Linked DNA regions of Mus musculus: region 1 is linked to region 2. A link is a contact called in public Hi-C data. All regions are on one chromosome and are shown on one strand. Each heading gives the region's core, a stretch centred on a gene start, on an enhancer-like site or on the middle of the called end of the contact. The rest is flanking DNA. Distances are from core to core; before and after follow the strand shown. Region 1 overlaps Spef2 (sperm flagellar 2). Region 2 has its middle 44 kb from the start of Il7r.

Region 1 (6,662 bases), core at 769-3,268, 93 kb after region 2:
TGAAAAAAAAATATTAGGTAAAACAATCTAGAACATCAAAGTTAGAAGTGCATAAAGAAAGGAGAGCCATCACATGTAGCAGTGAATGCCTGTAATCTCAGTTCTTAAGAGGTTGAGTTAGGAGAATCACAGGAAGTTGAAAGCCACTCTGTCCTGCACAGTGCCTTTTACATCATCCTACTATCTCATGAAATGAAAATAATAAATAACTCAAGCAGTATGATATGAGATGTAGGATGCCAGGTGTAAATGGTAAAACTACTGTTAGTCTACCAACTCAAATGGATGATCACACACCTAAGAATATATAGACAGCAATTAAGTGGATTTTGTGAGTTAAAATAACAATGTGCTGGATGGTGGTGGCTTGTGCCTTTAATCTCAACACATAGGAGGCAAAGGCAGGCAGATATCTGAGTTCAAAGACAGCCTGATCTACAGAGTGAGTTCCAAAACAGCCAGACCTACTGTACTGGCTAGTTTTGTGTCAACTTGACACAGCTGGAGTTATCACAGAAAAAGGAGCTTCAGTTGAGGAAATGCCTCCATGAGATCCAACTGTAAGGCATTTTCTCAATTAATGATCAAGGGGGGAAAGCCCCTTGAGGGTGGGACCATCTCTGGGTTGGTAATCTTGGTTCTATAAGAGAGCAGGCTGAGCAAGCCAGGGGAGGCAAGCCAGTAAAGAACATCCCTCCATGGCTTCTGCATCAGCTCCTGCTTTCTGACCTGCTTGAGTTCCAGTCCTGACTTCCCTTGGTGATGAACAGCAGTATGAAAGTATAAGCCGAATGAACCCTTTCCGCCCCATCTTGTTTCTTGGTCATGATGTTTGTGCAGGAATAGAAACCCTGACTAAGACACCTACACAGAGAAACCTTGCCTCCAAATATAAAAAAAAAAAAAAATAGAAAAAGAGAAAGAAAGAAAGGGAGGAAGGGAGGAGGGAGGGAGGGAGGGAGAGAGAGAGAAGAAAAGAAAAGAAAAGAAAAGAAAAGAAAAAAAGAAAGAAAAGAAAAGAGAGAGAGAGAGAGAAAGAAAGAAAGAAAGAAAGAAAGAAAGAAAGAAAGAAAGAAAGAAAGCAAGCAAGCAAGCAAGCAAGCAGAAGGATGGAAGGAAAGAAGGAAGGAAGGGAGGGAAAGGGAAGGAAGGAAGGAAGGAAGGAAAGAAGGAAGGAAAGAGAAGGAAAGAAAGAAGGGAAAGGGAAGGAAGGAAAAAGAGAAGGAAAGAAAGGGGAGAAAGAAAGAGAAGAAAGAAAGGAAAAAAGAAAAATACTTGATGACAAAAAGTTGGGTTGGTATGAAATGCGGGGGTGGGGTGGATCTGTGAGAAGTTGGGAGAGGAAGAATATGATCAAGATACAATGGTTACTCTTAACCATTTAATATGTTCGCAAACATATGTGCATAGGATTACCTTTGATCTTTTTGTTTACTGTTTCAGTAGCAAAAATTTCTTTTACTTTTTGGCATAAGAGCGCTTCATCTATTTCAGCATTGACTTTCGTCAGAATGTTTTTTGGCTGTGTAAACCACTCTTCCAACAGTGGCCAGTTGTCCAAGAAGCCAACAATTCTGCGAAATAAAGACATTATATGACTATGTGGTACTCATTTAAGTGTTTGTGTAAAAAGACATTAAACATGATATCTAGTAGATTGACAGTTCATAATGAAGAAGTAGCCTGGCCATGGAATTCAGTCCCCAAAATTAACTTTTATGGAATCTATATGTGATGGAAAAATACTAAATTTAAAGAACTTGTCTGATGGCATCAAGGTTTAAGCTTTAGAATTTTAGAAGTATGGATGGAAAGGTTTGAAAATGCTAAGCATTTGGCAAACATCTGGCTTTTGTTCAAATCTCTGTTTGAAAATGAAAGAAAATATCATTCACAGTAATGGCTGACTTCATTTAATGGCTCTTTCAGTGATGCCATAGCCCCAACACTCAGGTCATACTTTTTATTTCCCTTATAGATACAAAGTGAAGAGGTCTTTAGGTAAGGAGAGAAGGCACAGGCTAGTTAGCTTTGTAAAAAGTTATTCTTGAATCATTGTCTCCCTCCCCCACCCTTAGAGCATAGACAGCTTCCTATAGCTCAAATTATACTTCCTGCTCATTTATTTTTAGATATCTCGAGTTTCATGAAATTGCCTAATTTTGTCTAAATTTTCTTTTCCAAAGAAAAGTTACACACAATTCAGAGAAATCCAGGTAACTTCATTTTGGTAAACTCGAAAAGCTACTATAAACTTTTTCAGTTTTGACTTTCAGTTCTTTGAAATTCTGTGATCTTTCACTGGTAGTAGTGTTTGCTGAATTCTACAGATATAACTTAAAAGCATTTTCTTTTTCACATTTTTTCTTCTTTTACTTTCTTGGCCTTTTTTTGTCAGGTAATTTTATTAATCATGTTAATGCTAAAGTTTGAACCAATGACAGATAAAATGATTGTATGTCTCAAGGTTGAAGTTAATCATGCCTAAAATCGTAGCCATCAAACCTGAAACTGTTTCACCTACACTAATGCATTTATATACTTTTCATTCTTTTCTTCTCTTTTTAGACACACACACAAAATACATTGTTACAATGTATTTCAATACATTATATGTTGCATAATAGGGTAAGAAAAGGGAGTCGCATAAACATGATTCACTGTCTTAAAAGCAAGCTGTTGATGAGTTGGTATTTGAGAGATACATTAGCAGGAGTGTCAACCTGACCCAGTGTACAAGCCATTTTTAAGGCACTGAACATTGTAAAGATAACCTGATTTTTAAAATTATTTCATTTTTGTGCTAAAGATTTTTAAAAGATATTTTTTGCTTAAAAGCATTTTCTGATTGGCTTGTTTCCCCAGACTCTGACAACTGTGGCTGCAAATATAAACGTTTTTCACATACTATTTCACTCAATGCAGAAACATAGTTTTGATTTAACCTGTAGAAGATTCTGTGGTAGGGGATGAATCTCCTTTCTTTTTTGTAGATTCTTATCATTTGAAAGTCACCAATTGTCACCTCTTTGAAGGGCAACAAATAGGAAGTGCACAAAGCAGAAAACATACCTGTGCTGTATGTGGTCTCTTAAGTTCCGGTCCTCGCTCTTATTATCTTGGCTTGTACCAGTTCCAGGACGGCCAACATTTTCATGAGAAATTTCATGTGAGATTTCTTTAGCTATGGTACAAAAATTACTTAATTAGACAATCAACCAAACCAATCAAAGTTGCTACTTACTGACAAAACATACTTGTGCAAGATTCCAGGTAGAAATAGCCATATTTTGGTTTACAAATGTTTCAGTGTTTATATTAACATATATAATATATGCAAATATATTTAAATAGAATATATTTTGATTATGTTCTTTTCATTCTCCACCTCCTCACAGATTCTCTACCACCTCTCTACCTATACAATTTCTTCTTCTTTCTCAAAAAATAAAATAAAATAAACAAAAACATTGGTCAAAACAAACATGCAATAAGACAAAAACTCCCAAAACAAAATGGAAAGGATGACACATGCACAAAAGTACACACACACACACACACACACACACACACCCTTAAAATCTTTGTGCTTCCTCTTCCACATAGATCCCCGAGCCTTTATGGGAGCTGATTGGCTGATTGGTGAAGGTATACATTTAGGAAGGAGAGGTTCAAAGCCTCTATTTCTCTGTGCATTGTCCAGCTGTGAGTCTCTTTGTTGACTTCCATCTATTTTAAGGAGCAGCTTGTTTTATAAGGATTGAGTGATGCCTTGATCTACGGGTATAGGAATATGTCATTAAGGGTAATTCTATTGCTATATTCCTTTAGAAGCCTTAGTAGTAGGTTTTCCTCTAATTCTGTTCCCCTACTTAGTCTTTGATTCTTGACTATTTAAGAAGTGTCAGGTATGGGTTTCATCTCATGGAGTGGAATTTAAATTCAACTTGTAGAAAGTGGTTGGTTACTCCCATAATGTTTGTGTACTATTACACCAATATATATTATAGATGGGTCTTTGTAGGTCATAGGGTCTGGTGCTGGGTGTTTCTGATGTTTACTTCTCTCCTTTGGCATTGTGCAAAGTCTCTCCAAGAACCATGACTGATAGTCACTAGGGCATGAGTCTTCTAGTTGGGCAACAACTCTATTTTCTCATGTGTATATAAGTGATATTTTCAGCAAGGATGACTTTACTCTCAGTTTATTGATGGTAACTAATATTCTTGGCAATACCATATGATATTTGGGGTATATTTATGGGGCTGTACAGGTCCACGTCTCAAGACATAACCCATTCCTATCTGGAGGTCAATTTTACTTGGTGGCATAAGATGTCTGTTTAAACTATTACCACCCTTTTTACGTGGTGAATCCGTTTAAATTCCTTAGGCTTCTATAGTAATAGGTTTCTATTGGGTAAGAGAAGAAATATGGTGAAGTAAAGCAAACACCCAAAACAACTTGAAAAGCCACACTTTAATACGTTTTGAAGGAAGCTTAAGTTCAGAAAAAAGATGACTACTACTGCAATAGGAGTGTTGACTATTATGGGGTAACCAACTGATTTATAATAGAATCTGAAGCCTGATTCACAGGATGGAGTCTGCGATTACTACTGTATACCTGGATCAAAAACTCATCGCTAGGGAGTTCACAGGCACTATAGAGGTACTCAGTACTGTTACTTAACTCAGTGGTCATACTGTCAAACTGCCTTATAAATACTAATATTTATACCTGTTGCTCTAGGATGCTCTCACACATGGTCAGAGAAGTTGTTTTTGCAATGATCACCAACCAATGCAGAGACGCATTACAAATTGCAAGAACAAGCAATTGGAACTGTAAGCTATTTGCCCTGAGTGGAACATTATTAACTACCCCTACTCATAAACCAAGGGTAAAGGAACCAAGAGTCAGTAGAAAGAATGAAAGGGTTGGAGGATGGGAATGGATGATGTGAAATGTCTTTAGGATATGAGTACTGCACTCATGAGCTCACAGCAGTTGTGGTTACCTATACAAGAGCTTCCCAAGATCATGCCAATCAAAATCCTAGTGTAGAAGGAGAAGAAGATTGTTGGGCCCTACCCCTGGACATTGGAAACTGATAGCTTCTGAGGGAATGAGAATCACTCTTCATTGGGGATGTAGCCACTGCTTGGTGGTCCATGCACCGCTGGATAGTCCCATTGTCATGCATATGTGACCAGCACTAAGTAGATTATGGGTTAATAAAAGAAAACAAACAGATAAGAAGTTAGGAAGGGAATGTGTTTGGGTAGAACCTGGAGAGAGTTGGGTGGAGATTATGTATATGTATATATGTGTATATGTGTATATGTGTATATGTGTATGTGTGTATGTGTGTATGTGTGTATGTGTGTATGTGTGTATGTGTGTATGTGTGTATGTGTGTGTGTGTGTGTGTGTGTGTATGTGTATGTGTATGTGTATGTGTATGTGTATGTGTATATGTATATGTATATGTATATGTATATGTATATGTATATGTATATGTATATGTATATGTATATACACACATGGATTTCTCAAAGGATAAAATTTTTAAAATAAAATTTAAAATAAAATAAAACATTAATTATAGCAGAGTTCATGGATTTAAGATGGGGAGAGAATGGCACTGGAGATGGAAATACTGTGTACAAATATATTCAAATTCTCAGATAAATTTAAAAATTAACTTACTATTATTAAAGAGAAACCCAAACAACCACAAAAATTTAGGTGGCTTTAGAATAAGAATTCACATTTCTCTTGGAATGGGCAAGAAATGAGATAAAAACACACTGAAGAGAAGCTTGATTGTCAATACGACAGATGGTTGGTGAGACAATTCTGAGGCAATAAGTTAGGTTCAGGGAAGGGAAGATAACAAGAGTTTATTTTAACTAATGTTAGGTGGGAGAGTACTTCCAGTGCAGGAAAGTACTTCCGGGGTGGGAGAGTACTTCCTGTTCTTACAAACAACCTGAGTCCAGTTCCCAGAAGTCACATGATAGCTTTCAAGAGCTTGTAGCTCCGTTTCTAGATGCCCCAATGCTTTTGTCTGATCACTGTGAGCATTTGCATATATATATGGTGCATATAGCCACACAAAAGCACACATATAAACACACAGGGAGAGGGAGAGGGGGAGGGAGGGGAGAGGGGAGAGGGGAGGGGAAGAGGGAGGGGGAGAGAGACTGAATAATAAATGAATTTTTAAAAAAACACATAAGCAAAATTGACAAAGGGAAAAAAAAGACAAAGCATGCTATACTCCCTTCTCTGTTGAAGTCTGGCCACCAAGATCACACCATATTCTGATTCTTGAATCAAACAACCAAGAATCAGAAACATTCCCTTGTATCTCAGTTGTCCCTCTCAGCTGTCACTAAAGTTCAGAGTGAACAGAGTATGAGTCCTTCTTTTTGTGCTTCATTATAGAATATTTTGTCTCCCTAGATCCAGTGGAATATTTTTCCAGCTGTTATCAGCCCATGACACTGAAACTTTAGATAATTTGTCTCAGGATTAACCAGTTTTTCATTTCAGGCTAGACAATGTATACACAGCCAGTAAACTCTTTGTTTCAGAGACCTCCCTGTCTAAAGTTTGATGTAAAGATAAGATTATAAAGAATATGTTGTCGTGGA
Region 2 (6,615 bases), core at 2,846-5,345:
GTTGTTCTAAGTGCCACCACTTTAAAACTGTGAATGGTCTTACTTTTAAAAGGAGATTTTCACATCCACCCACTTGCTCATGGGCAATGACCACCTAAAAGTGTTACCCAAGTATTTGAGAGTAAGAATATTGTCTTCATCGTTTCAAAGCAAGCCCTGCTGTCATGAGAGTACCTACTATTCCTTACTTTTCTTCTGATTTGCTCCTTTCTTCTGGTCACCCTCATTCTTGCTGGTAAAATCTGTCTCTGCTTTCTTCTAGCAGGTCCCTGTCTCTGGTGTGGCTAGAATGTGTGAGGGGGGAAGGACTCAGTCTCTCTTCCTTATCTGCCACTCTTTTGTAGAAGTACCAAGCATCAGATGTTAGGGAAATAGCATTTAGCATATACTTAAATTTTCTCTTTTTATGATGTTTTTTGAGATTATAACACAATTACATCAATTTCCTTTCCCTTTTCAAACTCTCCCATATACTCCTCCTAGCTCTCTTTAAATCCATGGAGTCTTTGTTACTGATTGTTTTTACATGCACATAACTGTAAACACAACCTACTCAGTCTGTATAATATTCCATACACACATACACGCACATATGCACACACACACACACACACACACACACACACACACACGTGTGTGCGTGCGTGTGTATGTGTGTGTGTGTGTGTTTGTGTGTTTCAGGGGTGACCATTTGGTACTGGATAACAAATTGCTGTTTTTCCTATGGAAGACTCTCTCTTCCTCTTCATTGCATTTCTTAGTTGCCTGTAGTTCTTTGTGTCAGATTTCTCTTTCCTGAGGCTATTAGCACAAGAAGGTTGTGGCAGAAGACAAATCCAAGTTGAAGAACACAGTGGCTGTAACTCTGCCAATGTACCTGACTGCTGGGTTCTGTCTGCTTTGTTCTATGCTCAGGATCCATTTTCTATAGGATGTTTGACTCCAGTTTATGACTTCTAAGTTCCAGAGTAGTGCTGAGGTTATGTTCCATCTATGGTGAAAAATCCAGGTTAGTGACAAACAACAGCTTGTTGTCTAGACGACACTGAACCATGGAACATCTGTGGGCTTCATGACTAAATGTCATCTGCTTGTTTCTTAAGGACAATCTAGGAACAGAAAGCTAGGAAGAAAACCCTCCTTGGCTTTGCCTAGGCCACTTCCTCCTGTTGTCTGGGGAGTTGAAAATAGAACTGAGGGCCATCTTGAGTGAAAGGAAGCAACAGTTACCATGTCGCAGGCAGATGGAGGAAGAACCATGTTCATTTTCAGTTTCAGTAATCACCATGTGAAACTCAACTCTAAGAGTCTTTGCTGTGGGATGCTGGAGGCTGGGTTGGGAAACAGGTAGAGAACAAGCAGACAGAAGGAGAACAAAGGGAAGTCTATGCACCTGCATTCCACAAAGCACAGTAAAGAAGGTTTTCAGAGAATGCATTTTAATTTTGCAAGTTTGATTTTACTTTGCAAAGAACAAAAGGCCATACTGGTGTCTGAAAACAAGGTGATTGCTGGGTATGGGGGTGGAGGTAGGTCACACTTTTGGACCATGCTTTCTAGACTCTTAAGAATTCCTGCAAGAGAAAGAGAAGTCTTTATGCTGTGGGGCTGCAGCCTATTTGGAAATGTCTTCCAGCTGTGGTTCCCACATCAACAGTCTGCTCAGAATTAATATCTAAATACCTATTTATTGTCATTTCAACTCCCTTATGCTATCTGTCATCATAGAAAGGGGACTGGCTGCAAAAATCTGAGCTGACTTTTCCATTTCAATTTATTCTTGTGGTTAAAATTGATGGGTAGGTAAAAGTGCATTGCTGAACATCCTCCTTTTGCTACCCACCTTGCAGGCAATTGTGTGATGCATCAAGAGATTGTGAAGTTTGTTTATGTGCTTATTCTCGTAGCCTGTCCTACTTTACCACGTCCAGGTTTCTTCAAGGCTCAACCTCGTCCCACGCAAGAGGCTCAATGTCTTTCTTCTACCCCTCTGTGTTTAGCATGTGCAGGCGATTAGGAAGCTGGCTATAAGAAGAGTTTTAGCTTTATCATTGATCTCGATGTACATCCTTAGACTTCCTGGGTTCAAATGCCTGGCAGTTGCAGACTAGTTAGTCATCATCCGGAGAAGACAGAAACCAATTATGTTATTTATACATGTTGTATATGTGTGCATTAAGTATAATATTCCTGCATATATGCAACCAGCCAAGAGGAAAATAGGAGATGGAGTGTACTAGTTAATCTGCTCAGTTCTGCCTCTGCCAGAGTGCTGCACTGCACTGATGAAAGAGACAATCTTGAATTCAGACTCCCAGAGAATGACATGTAAGGGGGCACAGGGCACTAGAGGGGTTAACAGTGATGGGGTATTGAGATTCTCAATGTGGAGACCAGTGGTTTGTAACTTACTTAAAATGATGTCCTCTGGAAAGTCTGACCATAGGAAAGTGACAAACCATAAGTCATGTAAAAGTCTCGTACACTATATTTATTTATTTTATGCAACGTTGGACCACATAGCATTATAAGACATTTGAATTAATCATTAACATTTAAAACCCAAGGGACTTTGCAAAATGTTCTGAATTTATTTTCAGCTAACATTTGGTAGTTGCCAGTTAACGTGTGCTCTGCCCCTTGTCATGCCAATAGCTAACCTTGTGCTATGGCCCTTTGCCAAGCTCTGTGACCTCCCTAGCTAACCTTGAGCATGAAGCCAATTGCTATTTATCATAAGGCTTGCTCTCCATTTTCAATTAAAGAACTTAAGGAGAGAGTGAACTATATCTTGTACTCCTTAAAAAAAATGGAAACGTTAGAAAAAAAAAAGACTAGGAAATCACTTTTAAAATATTTTGGGGGGAGTTATAATTACAATATTTATCCCTTTTCTTTCTCTCTCCAAACTCTCTTATATATTCCTTCTGCTCTCCTTCAAATCTATGGCCTCGTTTTTAATTGTTATTCCATGTACATATGACATATATGCATGTATATATATATATATCCTGTTAAATAATGTTACTTGTATGCATGTTTTCAGGGCTTCCCATTTGGCCATTGGTGTTCTCATCCTTGAGTAAGAACAACTCTCCTGCTCCCATCCTTCTTTAGTTGCCTATAGTTCTCTGTGAAGAGTTAAGCTTTTACCTATCCATTCTGTCATGTCCTTGTTCAGCTCACCTTTAGGAGGTCATATTGGTAAGACTTTATGGGTATAAGAAATCAATTTCTGCATTTCTGGTCTGTTGCATATTTTGAAGAAGACTACCCAGAAATCTGTATTTTCAGCCCATGCTCCAAATAGCCTCATAATCATGTAATAGGAGAAATCAGAGAAATTTTGCATACTGAATGTGCCTTCATTTGACCACTACATCAAACTTAGATGTATAAAAGAAACCTTTATTATTATGGCTCCTATGTTGCAGTGGCTTTGCTTGAGTAGTAGAGTCTCAGAACTCAGCTCTTTAGAGGTTTAATGTCTAAAATGTTTCTCAGACAAAGGAATTAAACTCTATGCGAGTTTCTTCCTGGTTAAAAATCCCAGATTCTTGCTAAATATTCATGCCTTGCCTCCTTTTGTTATATCCTGAGCATAGTAAAATACACCTTATATAAATGTTTAAAGGCCAACAGTGAGTGTATCTTTATCAAAAATATATTAAAAAAAAAACATTACGTGATAGCTACTTCTACTTCTTTAAGAAAATGTCATCTATTACAACTATGCTCATCAGCTTGAAGGAAGTTGCCTGCTTAAAATATGACAGTGGTCTAGTCTTACATGCCATTTTAAAGGAAGTTTCTAGTCTGTGGTCCTGGCAGAATGAATCAAACTCTTAAATGCAGAAATTCAGAAGAAACATGTAAGGGGTTCTTGTAGCATCTGGAAGCTAAGTGGTGCCTTCCAACGCACGGAGGTAGCATGCCAGCAAAGACTTTAATTTGCAGGGACTTTGGTACGAAATGGGCTCAGACAGTGAAAGTGGAGGGGAAGAAGACTAAGCTCTCCGCCTCCAGAGTACATGGTGAAGCCTGTCGTATACTAGAAGGATGTTGTGGTTTCTGCCTGGTTTGTGGGGGCATAGCAAGGTGAGGATGTTTAAGAAATGGTGAACAGAGTAGCTGTCTCCCTGTGGTTAGCCTGAAGTTAGCAAAAGATACAGCAAGTGTTTGAGCTGAAATGCTCAAGGCACACCTTTGAGCCCCCTGGTCCCCTTTGGGGCTTTGAACTGCAGCCACAAGTCTGGGCCAGCATCTCTTTCCAGATTTGTTTTGAAGCAAGCTTGAAAACAACATTTTCTTTGTACTTATACTTCGAATCTTAGGGTAATCTGCTTGTGACTTTGCTTACGTCTGGCTCAACAGGATGCCCAGAGATGCCTCTGTGTATCAAGGCTTTGTTGTGGAACTGACATGAAAACTTTTGGGAGTAGATGGAGTTGCACCTGTAGGTGACATGATGTGTTTTATTAGGCCAAATCTAGTGAAATGTGAAAAGAGGTGGAATGAATTGCAAAGGGTATCAGGAAAGAGTCATGGCAGCTTTGTTTAGAAAGGAGACAAGCAGGAGAAAGTAAGGTTGGTGGTGGCTTCATAACTGGCCTGATTAGGGTAACACCAGGGTCAAGGTCCTAAAAAGAGATGACTGGAATAAACTATGGATCTCACTAGCTTTCATAAATCCTTGCTTTCTAGTAATGTATACTCTAATGTGGTTCTATGTATAGATTTAGTATAAACAAGTGTGAGGTTAGGAGGAAATCTCCTCCCTACCAAGTTAGTTTACATTTCTAGAATTGTGTTGATGGGAGATGTCTTTTGTTCATGATGGGAGCTTGAGTGCCATTGAGACAGGGGTGGCCATTGTGAGGGTTATCTATCTATAGCAATAGTGACTGAGATTTGGGTGTGAGGGAAGAGGCCGAGTTAGCTTTGAAAGTTTGAATAAGGGAGACTAGGAGAATCTGCGACATTTCCATAACTACAGGACTGGTTAGGAGAACTTTAGAGATGGATGGGGCCATAGTCATCCAAGCAAGTACTTAGCACCTACACCCACTTTACTTCACTGTAATCTTCAAATAGAAAACATCAGGATTGGGTAGAGAAACAGCTTCATGGTGTTATTTTAGTTCTCTAGAAAGGATTTTTCAAGCACTGCTCAGAGAGTACTAGAGGAAGAACTGATACATCCTTGGTGAAGACTGCATCAAAATGGCCCATTAGGTAGAGAGTAGCTAAGAAGAGAGTTGATGGTTCACAACACAATGGCTCACTAGAGATGGGATGTTAGAAGAGTTAAGGCTGCGAAGTACTAGATGACTGTCCTCACACACATCCCTGATAGCTGCTACCCTGCCCAATCAGAGCACATATGTTCGTCTTGCAAGAGGGGCCGTTATCACTCACCACATCACCAAGAGTGGCTTATCCTTAGGGAACACAGAAAAGCTACTTCATCTGAACAGCTTGTGTGGTTTATACTTTTATTTCTTGTCAGCACTTGGTAATCACAGCATAACCCAGATATCCTCTGTCTCATCAAATCTTATTGCTGTTTGATTATTGTTTACATTCTTTCTAAACCCAAACTTTCTCTTCTCAAAGCCAAGGACTTCTGGGTTTCCTTGCAGATATACTGTGATTCTTTTTTAATAGATAACATGTAAGTATAATGATATATAGGTATTATATAGTGTATATATTTAAGACCACATGATATAAAGCATGCAAATATGCAAAATGCATACATGCACATGACTTATATAGCTAATAAACTATAATTCTATGTAACATATTCTATTTATCTGTGTTTATAGCACATGATGTAAAACTGTGTGTCCATGAACTGTGTAGAAAGTTGCTGTTGAGATCTTGCCACAGCAGATCACAGAAAAATTAGCTTATCCCTTATTTTAACTGTTACATTACCATTAGTATTCCAAGGATATCAGCATCCTAAGGATAACATAACACATTATGTTAGGTTAGATTTAGTTTGAATAAAGAACAGCTTTTGGTTTAAGGCACCACTAAGCTATAGTTTCTCCACCTTGTGCTTGTGCAGTTGGTGTTTTATACACAAACAAAAAACGAGGTAAGTATGTGGCTTTGGGGTTGAAAAACTGGCTTCTAGTTTCTGTCTATATTTATAGCTCTGTAACTTTTAGCAGTTACATAAACCTCCTCTGCATTATTTGTCAGTGGTAATCTTATGAATTAGTGAGATTAAATTAGATAAAGAATTCTGTTTTTATTTGTTGGAATGTTTTTAAGACAGATTGGTTGGAGATAACACCTCCTTTGAACCTATGGTAATGACCTCCTAAGGACCTATGGTAATGACCTCCTAAGGACAGTTGCCTGGACAGCTGTTCTAAGATCTGATTCTTTATTGAAGAGGAAGAGATTGTTCCTTGAAGTGGACACAGCTAGATGTGAGGACCTGTAAGCTTTCACAAAACCTGTAAATTTTATGGAAGTGGAAGAAGCATCCAGAAATCGGCTGTGCATAGATGACTTATTCCTAGGACCTTCAGAAATACATGCTGTATGAGCAGAGTAGGACCCACTAAGAAATTCAGAGAACAGCCACAGGAGGGAACC

Evidence for each region. Hi-C and Micro-C count contacts between places; a contact is called where the count stands out from the background.
Region 1: a Hi-C map of Th2 cells shows a contact between it and region 2, with 2.5 times the contacts expected there. The contact joins two enhancer-like sites. A contact is called at or near these places in 6 of 484 Hi-C or Micro-C datasets (CD4 T cells, Th1 cells, Th17 cells and 1 more) and 2 of 115 datasets of contacts at active chromatin or transcription factors (CD8 T cells and Th17 cells).

Annotation. Positions count from the first base shown.
Region 1 is chr15:9,665,718-9,672,379 of GRCm38.p6, forward strand. Spef2 (sperm flagellar 2) reads right to left here. Exons shown (of 37, transcript NM_001305042.1): 17 at 3,073-3,184; 18 at 1,417-1,574. Among named protein-coding and RNA genes, the nearest start is that of Spef2, 80 kb to the right of the region's middle. Within about 2 kb of position 2,019, at least 7 of the 459 cell types and tissues checked have an H3K27ac peak or open chromatin away from gene starts, as enhancers often do. A contact at or near this core is called in CD8 T cells, Th17 cells and Th2 cells, where this site is marked.
Region 2 is chr15:9,570,891-9,577,505 of GRCm38.p6, forward strand. No RefSeq gene overlaps it. Among named protein-coding and RNA genes, the nearest start is that of Il7r, 44 kb to the left of the region's middle. Within about 2 kb of position 4,096, at least 47 of the 459 cell types and tissues checked have an H3K27ac peak or open chromatin away from gene starts, as enhancers often do. A contact at or near this core is called in CD8 T cells, Th17 cells and Th2 cells, where this site is marked.